Linked DNA regions of Mus musculus: region 2 is linked to region 1. A link is a contact called in public Hi-C data. All regions are on one chromosome and are shown on one strand. The core of a region is the stretch at or near the end of the contact, and the rest is flanking DNA. Distances in the headings are between cores, read along the strand shown. Region 1 overlaps Fnbp1 (formin binding protein 1). Region 2 overlaps Ncs1 (neuronal calcium sensor 1).

What was found. Hi-C and Micro-C count contacts between places; a contact is called where the count stands out from the background.
Region 2: a contact with region 1 is called in a Hi-C map of pro-B cells, with 3 times the contacts expected there. The contact joins two enhancer-like sites. A contact is called at or near these places in 1 of 15 datasets of contacts at CTCF or cohesin (the NIH/3T3 cell line), 2 of 484 Hi-C or Micro-C datasets (Th1 cells and pro-B cells) and 3 of 115 datasets of contacts at active chromatin or transcription factors (CD8 T cells, embryonic stem cells and memory CD8 T cells).

The regions. Positions count from the first base shown.
Region 1 is chr2:31,072,617-31,078,349 of GRCm38.p6, forward strand. The region is part of intron 6 of Fnbp1 (formin binding protein 1); the gene reads right to left. Among named protein-coding and RNA genes, the nearest start is that of Fnbp1, 67 kb to the right of the region's middle. Within about 2 kb of position 3,890, at least 86 of the 459 cell types and tissues checked have an H3K27ac peak or open chromatin away from gene starts, as enhancers often do. A contact at or near this core is called in pro-B cells, where this site is marked.
Region 2 is chr2:31,293,260-31,299,532 of GRCm38.p6, forward strand. Ncs1 (neuronal calcium sensor 1) reads left to right here. Exons shown (of 8, transcript NM_019681.3): 8 at 1-2,213. Among named protein-coding and RNA genes, the nearest start is that of Hmcn2, 18 kb to the right of the region's middle. Within about 2 kb of position 4,987, at least 129 of the 459 cell types and tissues checked have an H3K27ac peak or open chromatin away from gene starts, as enhancers often do. A contact at or near this core is called in pro-B cells, where this site is marked.

The DNA of each region.
Region 1 (5,733 bases), core at 2,640-5,139:
CTGACAGCAAGGAGTTTATTCAGTGCAGCACAGTGGTAGAGCCACCTGGCAAGAACCATGACCCATGACCACGTAGCACAGAATCCCCCCCCACTCCCGTCCCAACCCCCAATACTGGCAATGCCCATGTAGGCTACCTGACGTTTAACACATTCTCAGCTCCATTCTTTTCCATTTGTATGGCTGTGGGATGATGATGATGGGGAAGGCTCAGACTAATGCATTTTCAGTGCACGCTTTTTGAGGAAGGGGCTTCAGAGCATCCCAGAAGGTCACAATCACCCTACATCCAGCTTCTGAGACGCTTCAGGGTCCCCCATCCTCTCTTGCAAGGCCACATGTGCAGTGGGCCTTCTGTAGTGCAAGAGTTCTCCATGGCCCAGCCACTCTGCCTCTAAGCCACCTTTTCAATTCCTCCCCTCCTTCCTGTTTGAGTCTATTCCTATATAAGTTATGTGTGTGTGTCATAGTGCACACATGGGGGTCAGTGGACAACGTGTGCGAGAGAGTTGAGTCCCTAAGACTAAACCCGGGTCAACAGGATTGGTGGCTAATGCCTTTACCTGCTGAGCCATCTCAACAGTCCATCATCTTCTCTTTCTCTCTCTTTCAAAATTGTGGGTATTTTTGTTTTTGTTTTTTTGAGAAAGAATCTTACTATGTGACCGTTGTTGACCTCCAACTCACTATGTAGCACATACTGGCCTCAAACTCACAATCCTACTGCCCCAGCATCTCAAGTACTAGGAGTATAGACAGACTGTATCACACCACCGTGCCACGTCAGTCTTGAATGTAAACTTGATTGGACTGAGAACTACCCATGAGGTGAGGCACTTCTGGGTGAGTCTCAAGGGCTTGTCCACAGAGGGAGATGAGGGTTCTGGCACAGCCAATGGACTAAGCCTTCCATTGAGTTAGCATTTGAGCAGACCACTGGGAGAGGATGGGCCGTCTCAGGTGAGGCGTGGCTAGAGGAAGCAGGTCCCTGTTTCTGAAGAGCTCTTGTCCTGCCCTCTGTCTGGGTCTCTTTTTGCTGGTTTCTGTGATGGGAGCTGCTCCTCTATACCATGCTTATTCTGCTAGGACAGAAAGAAACTTCTAGAACCTTGAGCAAAGCCTTTCCTCCCTCTAGCTGTTTCTGCCAGGCCTTTGGTCACAGTGATGATGACACTAACAGGCCACTTGCTTTTCACGGAATGTTCGCCATCCATATCCGACACTCTTTGTGTGTCTTCTCTTAGTCGGAGTCCTCATGAAGGCATCTATTATGACCTAACTAGTGCGAAGCAGTACTTGCCCAATGAGTGCTCTTCTGAACGTCTAGATGCTTGCAACTCCTTGAGGCCACCTATATTCACTTGATTAGCAGAGCATTAAAGCCATGTGTAGTGGCCACGTGCCTTGGATCCCAACATTTGTGAGCCTGAAGCATGAGGACTGTGAGCTGGAGGTTAGCCTGGGCTACTTAGCAAACTGTGCTCTCAAAAACCTAATGTCGGTTGGCGAAATGGTTCAGTGGGTAAAACACTTGTATGCTTGATGGCCTGAGTTTGGTCTGAAAAATTCACAGTGGAGAGTACTGTCTCCCAAAAGCTGTCCTCTGACCTTTGTGTGAGATCCGTGGCACACACATGTGGTCCTGTAGGAGAGGGCTAGGCCACCCCACTTAGCATTCATCACAGGCCACGGAGACCTCAGACAGCCCCCGAGGTGTATAATCCTATTCCTTAAGAAGGAAACCTCAGAGATAAAGTAAATTGCCTCCGCTCTTCCCATTAGTAAGGCAGGGATACACTCTCTGAGCCGTGGACGGCTTCCTGCCCCTGCAGGAGCTAAAATGTTTGGGGTTCACTGGATATTTTTGCAAATTAACTCAAAAGCTGCAGCTTTGCTTTTAGAAGGAAATGCAGTCTCCACAGCTCTGACCCCTGATTATAGCCCAGAAACAAACACAGAATAACAAAGTATCTTTTAGGGACCCACTTATAAAAGACCAATATCTACGATTTTCCTTTTAGTTTTCTACAAATTTCTCTTGGTTTAAATGAAAAGTATTTTAGCTTGGTGTGTCTCAGGAACTTGGTAGGCAGAGGAAAACCGATCTGTGGGTTTGAGGGCAGCCTGGTCTAAAGAGTGATACCCTGTCTCAAGAAAGACAAGTATTGGGCTAGAGAGAAGGCTCAGCAGGTAAGAACACTGACTGCTCTTCCTAAGGTCCTGAGTTCAAATCCCAGCAACCACATGGTGGCTCACAACCACACCTGACGCTCTCTTCTGGCACTTCTGAAAACAGCTACAGTGTACTTATGTATAATAGTAAATAAGATCTTAAAAAACAAAACAAAGCCAAAAAAACAAAAAACCACTGGTTGCTTTTCCAAATGACCAAGTTTCAATTCCCATGACATACATGGCATTGTCTGTAACTTCAGTTCCAGGGGATCTGATACCCTCTCACAGACACACATGAATGCAAAACACTAATGTACCTAAATATAAATGTACCTAAAGATAAATAAATCATTGCTGGGTAGTGGTGGTGGTGGCACATGCCTTTAATCCCAGCATTCAGGAGGCAGAGACGGGTGGCTCTCTGAGTTTGAGGTCAGCCTGGTCTACATTGCAAGTTCTAAGACATCCAGGGTTACAACAGAGAAACCCTGTCTCAACCTCCTCCTAACCCCCACCCCCAAAAGCAAAGAAAGTGTTTTTAAATTCTTCTAGGTTCCAAGATGAAGCTGCAGTTGCAAAATATATTTCCTGCATTTGTACCAACTAGTTCCTAGTTCCTCTTTTGATCTTTCTTTCTTTCTTTTTTTTTTTTTTTTATTGTTTTCTAGATTGCTGCCAGGCTATGGGTGTCCCAGGTACTGACAGGACCACACCATTGCTGTCTTTAAGAAACTTGCTGGGGGCTGGCGAGATGGCTCAGTGGTTAAGAGCATCAACTGCTTTTCCGAAGGTCCCGAGTTCAAATCCCAGCAACCACATGGTGGCTCACAACCACCCGTAAAGAAATCTGATGCCTTCTTCTGGAAGATCTGAGGACAGCTACAGTGTACTTACATATAATAAATAAATCTTTAAAAAAAAAAAAAGAAAGAAAGAAACTTGCCTTCCCGGGAGGAAGAGGCAGGCGGATTTCTCAGTTTGAGGCCAGCCTGGTCTACAAAGTGAGTTCCAGGACAAACAAACAAACAAACAAACAAAAAAACAACCAAAAAACTTGCCTTCCATGGCCTTCCTGAGTCCTGCAGGATTCCGTCAGAGAACTAGTCAGACACTTTCATCCAAAACAAAATTAGGGGCAAGCGAGAAAGATGCTTACACATTCAATAAAGATGCAACTCAGTTGCCCAGGGACTGCAGAGGAAGCACGCAACCATGTCATTCCAGATGTGTCCAAAAGCTGAAGGAGCGGCGAGCTGGAGACACACACTATTTCCTCAAATGGTAAAGCAATTTAACACTCTGCCGCCCATCTGTATCCAGTCTCAGCAGATCTGCGCCCCTGGCCCCTGCTTCAAGCACTAGAACTGGGTTCTTAGGGTGGCTGTGTCCTAGGCTGCCCATGGCAAGGGTCTTAAGATAATTACCAGACAATTGTGTGAGCAAAGTACCTTCTTGCTTAATAATGGCAGAGGTTCTTGGCTTCAATTTAATTTTTCTCTTTAAAACAGTTTATCATATAATCTAAGACCATTAAAACACACCACATATACACACACTCTCACATGATCTATGGACATCTAAAATATTCTATTTTATTTTTAATTGTGAGTGTGTGTGCGTGTATATGTGTGTGTATTCTGTAGGGACCTGAGGAAGACAGACGAGAGCGTCAGATCCCATAGAGCTGGAATTACATGCAGTCATGAGCTTGCTGTGGGTTCTGGGGAACTAAACTCTGGTTCTCAGCCAAAGCAGAGCACACTCTTAACCACTGAGTCATCGCTCCAGCCCCACAACACTTTTTTGTTTTTTGGTTTTTCGAGACAGGGTTCTCTGTATGGCCCTGCTGTCCTGGAACTCATTCTGTAGACCAGGCTGGCCTCGAACTCAGAAATCCACCTGCCTCTGCCTCCCAAATGCTGGGATTAAAGGTGTGCGCCACCACTGCCCGGCCACTTTTTTTTCCCCCAAGACAGGGTTTCTCTGTATAGCCCTGGCTGTCCTGGAACTTGTTCTACAGACCAGGCTGGCCTTCAACTCAGAGATCCACCTGCCTCTGCCTCCTGAGTGCTGGGATTAACAGCATGTACAGCATCCTATCTCTGACACATTTCCTTAACTGATGTTTTCTATGGGAGGACATAGCTCACTGTGGGCGGTGCCAGCCCTGGGAAGGTGGTCATGGTAGTATAAGGAAGCAGGCTGAGCAAGCCACGGGGAGCACCCAGTAAGCAGCACCCCTCCGCGGCCTCCGAGTTCTCGTCCTTACTTTCCTTCATCACGGATTGTAAGTAACAAGATGCAATTCCTCTTTTCCTCCTCACGTTGCTTTTGGTTATGGTATTTTGGTTATGGTATTTACCAAGGCAATGAAAAGGCAAACCAGCACAGGCTTCACAGTGAGTTCCGAGCCAGGGCTACAGAGTGAGACCCTGTCTCTCTCTCTCTCTCTCTCTCTCTCTCTCTCTCACACACACACACACACACACACACACACAAAAGGAATCAAAACTAAAGCCTGAAATCAGGGGTGAGCAAGATTGCTCAGAGGGTAAAGGTGCTTGCGGCCAAGTCTGACAATCTCCAGAGCCCACATGGTGGAAAGAGAAACCCAACTCCTGAAAGCTGTCCTTTGACCTCGACTGGTGAGCTAATCCCCCCCCCATGAATATCTAAATACAAAGACAAATGTAAAATGCTGGACTTAGCTTCGTGGGAAAAAGTGAGAGATTCTAATTCCATGCCCAGGACCTAAATCAACCACACCCCAGCTTCCACTCCTCTGTCCATACTGCTTATAATTCTCCCTTCATAAAGACTCAGGCCCACCTCCTGTCCAACTTCAAAATGGAGACATCTGTGTTATGGCTTCAACGCAACTACCTTCAAACTCTTAAAACTTTTATGCTTTTATTGCCCTTACTTCCGGGAGGGGTGATCTGAGAGTCTTTCTCTGTCTCCTAGGCTGGCCTGGAATTTGCTGTGTTGCCCACACTGGGCGTGAACGATCACCCTGAGTGCTGGTGTTACAGCTGTGATGTTCCCCCCCACCACCATACTTTTAGAAGTCATCTTACCATAGAAAAATGGGAGGCACAGTCTCACAGAAACCGGTCTGCTCTTTGGAATTTATATTGAGAATTCTAGTCTAATTTAACCTTTTTGTTTTGTTTTGTTTTGTGGTTGGTCTGGAATTGGTAGACAAGCCTGGCCTCACAGTCATGGAGCTCCACCTGCCTCTGCCTCCCGAGTGCTGGGACTAAAGCTGAGAGTCACCACACCTGGCAATAATTTAACTTTTCAGTATTTCCTCAAATTGAGTCATGTAACAAAAAGCCCTCAGGATTAGACCAGAGAGAAGGTCGCCCAGGTGGCAATGGCGCGCACCTTGTGTCCTAGCAGGCGGATCTCAGTTGGAGGCCACAAAATGAGTTCCAGGACTACAGAGTGAAACTTTGTCTCCCCCAACCATGCCCCCCCCCACACACACACAAAGGAAAAAGGAAGAAGGGGAGGGAGGAGTGAACACACAATAAACATCTAGAGAGTTCTGCCTTG
Region 2 (6,273 bases), core at 3,737-6,236, 220 kb after region 1:
GAGAGTGTGTCCGGCACACAGTAGAGAGCGTATGAAGTGGGTTTCCCTGCAAACTGCTGGCCTCAGCCTCCCTGATGCTAAGAGGCTGGGTAGGTGTGGCATGTGAATCCCTCTGCTCTCCTGCCCTGACTGCTTTTTGCAGTAGTCTTCTTCCCTACCAGGAGTCTGAGAAAGAAGGGGTAGGAGGATAACACCAGGCCCTGTTGGTCCTCAGGACTGGGTCCAGAGCCAGAGAGATGGCTCCATACTTGTCACCAGGAGGAGCGGGCAACCATGGCTTCTCTGGGACTTTGTAGTCTTTCCCTTCTCGATCAGCAGGGCTGGAAGGCCTGGTGGTTGGCTTTGTTGATCTTGTGTGATTCTTAGCCCAGAGCTAGGGTTCCTGTGTTTGTGACACTGTTCTATGGCTGGGTTTTCTAGTCTGGAGGGCACAGGATCGTATGAATGACAGTACAACCCTCATATAGTCTCTGGGCACAGCCTTGGTTGCCGGAGTGTGTGGTCTGCCTCAGAGGCTGACTGTGTCTGATGGCACCCCCTTTAGCCCCTCTTTAGGATTTCCCAGACTCTTGAGTCCCTTTGGGCTCATCCTCACCCTGGGGAGCTTTCCGGGGTGAGCCTCTCAGCTGCAGAGGCAGACCTAAGCTCACAGTTCTTGCTTCTAGTTTGTGTAACCTCTCTGCCCACCATTGAGAGGGGGAAATTGGTTCCCGGATTTTTCTTCTGCTCTGACTCTCCTGTAATCTCCAGCATACTTCTGGGAGACCAAAATCTTCCTTGCTAATGACCTGTGGATGAGCAGCTGTCCCCTGGAGGATTGATGTCCCCCATCAATAGGTGGCTTTGGCTGCCTGTCCATCCCTGTGGTGGGAATGCTTAGCTAGTCCATGCACACTCCCTCTTCCTGGGTAGACCCTTTGCTCATGCTGTGCCCATTGCTAGCCCACCAGATCCCACAGGGAAATTTTCTTTGAGACCTCTTTGGGTCATCTTCCTGCTTGATCCCTGACATGTCCTAGAGAGTAGATGTGGTGTCATAGGTTGAGAGGCCCTCTCTCTGGTCTCTGGAGACTCAGCTGTCCCTCTGTCAGTGGACATTTTTGGTGGCATCAAGACCCAGTGATTCCAAGCTGAGGAGAGGCTCCTCAGCTAAGGTGTTCACTTTTTTCTGTGGGTCCAGGCTTCCTCTCAGGATCTCGGCTTTTTGGTTTGTAGCCTTCAGTGTGGCTTTTGGTCTTCACAGTTTATGTCCTTGGGTCCAAGCCTCGGACTTTGAGACAGCCCTGGGCTGCCTTTTCCTGGCAGGGTGTGGGACACTGTTTTTGTTCAAGGACGCGTGCTGACTGATGTCTGTCTCTCTTTCACCAGCAGTTAGCTGAGGCACACAGCACGCCCAGAATCTGAGGCCAGGCCTCTTCTGTGCAGCCTGAGGACCTCTCCAAGTTCATTTCCACAGAGGCCCCACCCCATCTGATGCTGCTTTCTTTAGGGGTGTGGTCCAGCCAGTGAGGCCAGGCCCCTGGTACCTCGGCAGACCCTCCTTTCTAGGGCCAGGAATGCTGTGACCCCCTCTTCCCAGCATCTGCTGCCCACCTTGTGTCGACGGTGACTTGGGAGCCTATCACGACTTTTCAGTATCTAGCCAGGTTTAAAATAACAAGGCAAATGTATGCAGCATTGACATCTCTTTCTTTAAATGGTCTACAGTTTGACAGGCCATTTCCTAGGAAGCTGTGTTTCCTTTGCACTTTGGGGGACCTTGTCTCTTCTAGGAGATAGTGGGGTGTGCAGTCCCTGGGGATCCCTGGCATCTCTCCTGAGAAAGCCCCCACTGCTGGCCAAGCAGAAAGCCTCCAAGATTCTTTCCAGTGTGTTTCTGCATTTACATGATCTAAAGATGCATGGGGACGCCCCCTGGTGGTGATGAGCCGCAGTGGCACCCGGGGATGCAGTGGTCCAGCCAGAGGTGAGGCTAGAGGTGGGAAGGCCAAGGTGGGGGCTGTGATTTCCGAGGTCCTGGGCCCCCAGCCCTACATATCTGGCAGCATGCCTCCCACCCACACCTCTGCTAGGTCAGCTGGGACTGGCAAGGTAGTTGGCATAAGGGCACAGTGGGAAGCTTTGCCCTCCCAACTTTAATTTTTTAAAAAAATATCTGCAGAATAAATCCAATGGTTAATTTTTGAATGAATAAAAGGCTTTTGTTGAATAAACAGTTGGTCCCATCTTCTGTGTTGGCATTAGGTTCAGGTTTTGTCTGCTTCCTAGGGTGGGGGCCCCACCCAACACCCTTTACCTCTGCATTCCCGGACCAAGTCTCCAGATTCCTTCAGGACGTTGGAGGAGTCACGTTACTCATTGGATCTGTTTCTCCATGCCTCAGAAAGAGGTCAGCCACCTTGCAGGGGTGACAGGCCAGCGTTGTGTGGGTTGGTGCTCCTAGGGGTTCCTACAGCTCCCGACGGATTTTTAGGTGACTTAAAAACCAAATCTAGAGAAGGTGATGTTTTCACTCTGGTTGTTTGCATCCTTCCCTGCTTGTGTTCCCAGCACCCTCGGTGTCTCTTTTTGGGGTGCCGTCCTGTCTATGTCTTGGGGGACATAGGGAGGCCCTCGCCTGGTGGTGCAGGCCAAGGGTGATAGGCTTTGTCGCATGTCCGGGTCTCCTCCCTGCTCCCGATGTATGTCGTCTGTGTCTGGCCGATTAAACATGCTTCCTGGACCTCCCCACCTCCCTGTGTGAGCCTGGTGCTTTGTCTGTTTCTGTGTTTCTGTCTGCTTTAGATTTCTTTCTCCCAGGACAGTCTTGCTCTCGCTTTGGGTGTGGTCTGCTCAGGATACCCCAGAGAAAGCCCATGCAAGGTATCAACTCAGTTTGCTGGGTTAAGAGTCCAGTGGTGATGGGGTTGGAGAGAGCACTGATCTATCTTCTGTCATTCCTGAGTCAATTCCCAGCAACCACATGGTGGCTCACAACCATCTGTAATGGCATCTGACGCCCTCTTCTGGTGTGTCTGAAGACAGTGACAGTGTACTCACATATATAAATAAGTAAATTAAAAAAATAAAAGGGTGCCCTGGTGACCAGGGAGCAGCAGGTGAGCAGGTCACAGGTTCACCCTGTAGCACCCCCTCCTGCATACCCCATCTGCTGGGGTCACCTAGGGGCCACACTGCTGTATATGGGTGGATACATACATACATTCGCCTGAGGCCTGTTGGTCTGAAAGTCAGAGGTCAGAACCTTGTATCTCCTCCTCCCAACAGGGCTAGTCTCCACCCACCTCCCCTCCAGCTGTACCTTCTCCCCATAGTCTCAAACCAGTTAGGTTCTCAGCAGCTGGGGATGGGCCAGAGGAAGCTGCACTCCTCCTGACAGCCCAACAAGACACCCTATGGGATGTCACCTGGTCAAAGCTTCTCAAAGTGTGGTCCCCCAGCCGTGTCAGCGTAACCTGGCATCTTACTGGGAATGCAGTTTTCTTGGGATTTGGCTGAGACCTGCGTTTCTCAGAGACCCTTGGTGGCGGCGGCAGGGGTTGTGGTGGGCTGTCTCCAATCATATCTCCCCTGTCTTGTGCTGATGAGCAAGCTGTGGAGCAGGATTTAGTAAGAGCTTGTGACTGATGGTCTCTGTTCAAGAGAGCCTGTTACCGAGGAGGGTCTCAGTCCTCAGGAACTGTCCCTAGGTGGAAGCTGGAGGCCACTTACAGAGCCCAACCATATTGCATCCATGGAAGCGTCGAAAATCGATGGGGCTGAGAGATGCATCAGTAGTGGGATGCCTCCTCTGAACGCATGAGGACCTGAGTTCAAATCCCCAGCCCCATGTAACAGGCATAGCTGTGCAGGGTGCAAGGGAAGCCGGGCAGGCACATGGGTATGCTTGCTGTGGAGGCTGCCTGCTGGCAGATCTGGAGGGACAGCTTAGGGGCTCTGAGGGCTGAGAGCACTGGCTGGCACATCCATCCTGCCTCACATCGCCCTGGACAGGCAGGCCTTGACCTTAGTGGGTGACTTACTGTGCTGGTTTCACCTAGGAATTCTCCCTCCTCCCAGGGGAGTGAGCTCTCTATGGTAGCTCAGCTGGTTTCCTTCCCAGTGGGAGTCTTCCACCTCCCCCTTCCTCACTCCAATATACAGGGCAGAAACATCATAGTGGAGAAATTTTTATTTACACTCGTGGTGAGATTTTAGTCTACCATGGCTGGGAAGATATGGTGGTGGGAGTGCAGGCAGGTCCTCCTCAGGCTTACTCAAACCAGGGAGCAGAGAACTACCTCCAAACCAGAAGGGGATTAGTAATCTCTAAGGTCCAGGGCACGTCTGCCAGCTAAGCTGTCTACAGGCCAAAAGTTCTACAAAACTCCAAAACAGAACCACTAGGCAGGGACCAATACCAGTGTTTAATGTACTGGTTTGCAGGGGACACCTCACAGTCGAACCATAACAAAATACCCAGGGCACCACTTGGGGTGAACAGGACCGGGCAGAGAGGAGCGGGAGGTGGGGATGGTGGTATAGATTCAAAGGAGGATCCCTGCAGTGGTCACTGCCTCCCTGCCCTCCTCAGCAGCCGGTCTGCCCTCTCCCACCCTGCCTGACATCCATCCACCTTGTCCTCTTGGCTATCTTCTGGCCATAGTGGTGGGCATAGAAAGAGCATCAAAATCCTCTGAGTTTGGGAAACTGAGCTCTTGGAAAGTTGTTGCCTCCTGCACTTCCTTTCATCAGGGCGGGGTGTGGAGCAAAGGACTACATTTCCCAGCCTCCCTTGGGCAAGGGCGGCCATGTGGTTCAGTTCTAACCAATGGAGTGAGAGCAAAGAAACTTGCTTCACCCTCTTTGAGTCCGTTGGGCCAGACTCCAAAAAAACAAAAAACAAAACGAGCGTTTCTGGGATCTCGTCCCCATCCCCGTCGCCACACAAGCCCAAGACTGAGTTTGTCTAGGAAGAGAAATGCACGCGTGTCTTGACTACGCCGTCTCGGGTCTCTGTCACCAGTCTGATTTAGATCATCTCCAAAAGATTGTGTGTGCCTTTGGGTGGATTTAACGATCCGATGTCTCTTCTAAGTATTTGCATGTAAATTCTCCTTTGCCAAGACGATTAAATAAAAACAAACAGACAAACAAACAAACAACAACTGTACCTGCGTGGGACGAAGTTTCAGGTCATTGTTTTGTCTCCTCCCTTCCCCGTCTCCCTTTCTCCTCCTTCCCCAGGGTATCCTCTGCCTCCTTTAAAGTCCAGAGGATGGATGTTTCCAGGACAAAGGATCCCGTGGGGGACATCTCTGCTTTGCCGAGAGACTTAGGATCTAGTGGCTGTGGACTGGCCAGGGTATCCACTTGGAGTCTACCAGGAGGTGTCCAGGAAGGACTTTGTAGGGACCCTTCGGTCAGGGACCAGGGCTCATGGTCTGTTTCATCTTCTGTCTCAGAAATTGTGTCCTTTCCCCTGGTGAGACCCCAGGCTAGCCACTCACTTCTGCAGATCTCAGGGGTCAAACCATTCCTGAGTCCTGAAATCCACTCCCTCCCCCCGCCCCCCTGCCTCTGGAAAATCAGGAAGAGTGGGAGTGGTGGTGACTTCTGGAACAATCCTGGGATAGAGGAGGTCTTAGTGCTCTATTGCTGAGGGAAACCTTAACCACACAACTCCTATAAAAGAAAACATTTTATTGGGGCTGGCTTAGAGTTTCAGAGGCTTAGTCTATTATCTATTAGCGTGGTGGCACACAGGCAGGCATGGTGCTGTAGAGGGAGCTGAGAGCTCTGCATCTGAAATCCCAAGGCTGTATCCACAGTGACAGACTCCCTCCAACCAGGGTGGACCTCCTAATCTCTGTCACGTATCGGCACTCCTTGATAAGCAAGTGTTCAAATATATGAGCCTTTGCGGGGGGGGGGGGGGTCCTATTCAAACCACCACAAAGAGCTGGTCCTGGATTAGCCCCTGGACCCCCCAATTTTCCAACGGGAGAGGTGGAGAAGGTAGGGAGACGAGTGATCACTTCTGGGTGCTTGCACTCCTTGCACACAGCTCCTCTTCTCTGTGCTTCCCAGGAAGCCTGGTGGAATGGCTCCTCTATGTAAGTCCCCATTTTAACATTTAGCAGATGAATGAGTGGTCATTCTGATACTCACAGCTGACCCTAGATCCTTTCTGTACCCGGATTCTCCGCTTTAGCTCATTTAATACTTGCAGGAACACCCTCTAGAGGCTGTGACTGGTATTACACTCACATTTTATAGACAAAGCTGCCTTTG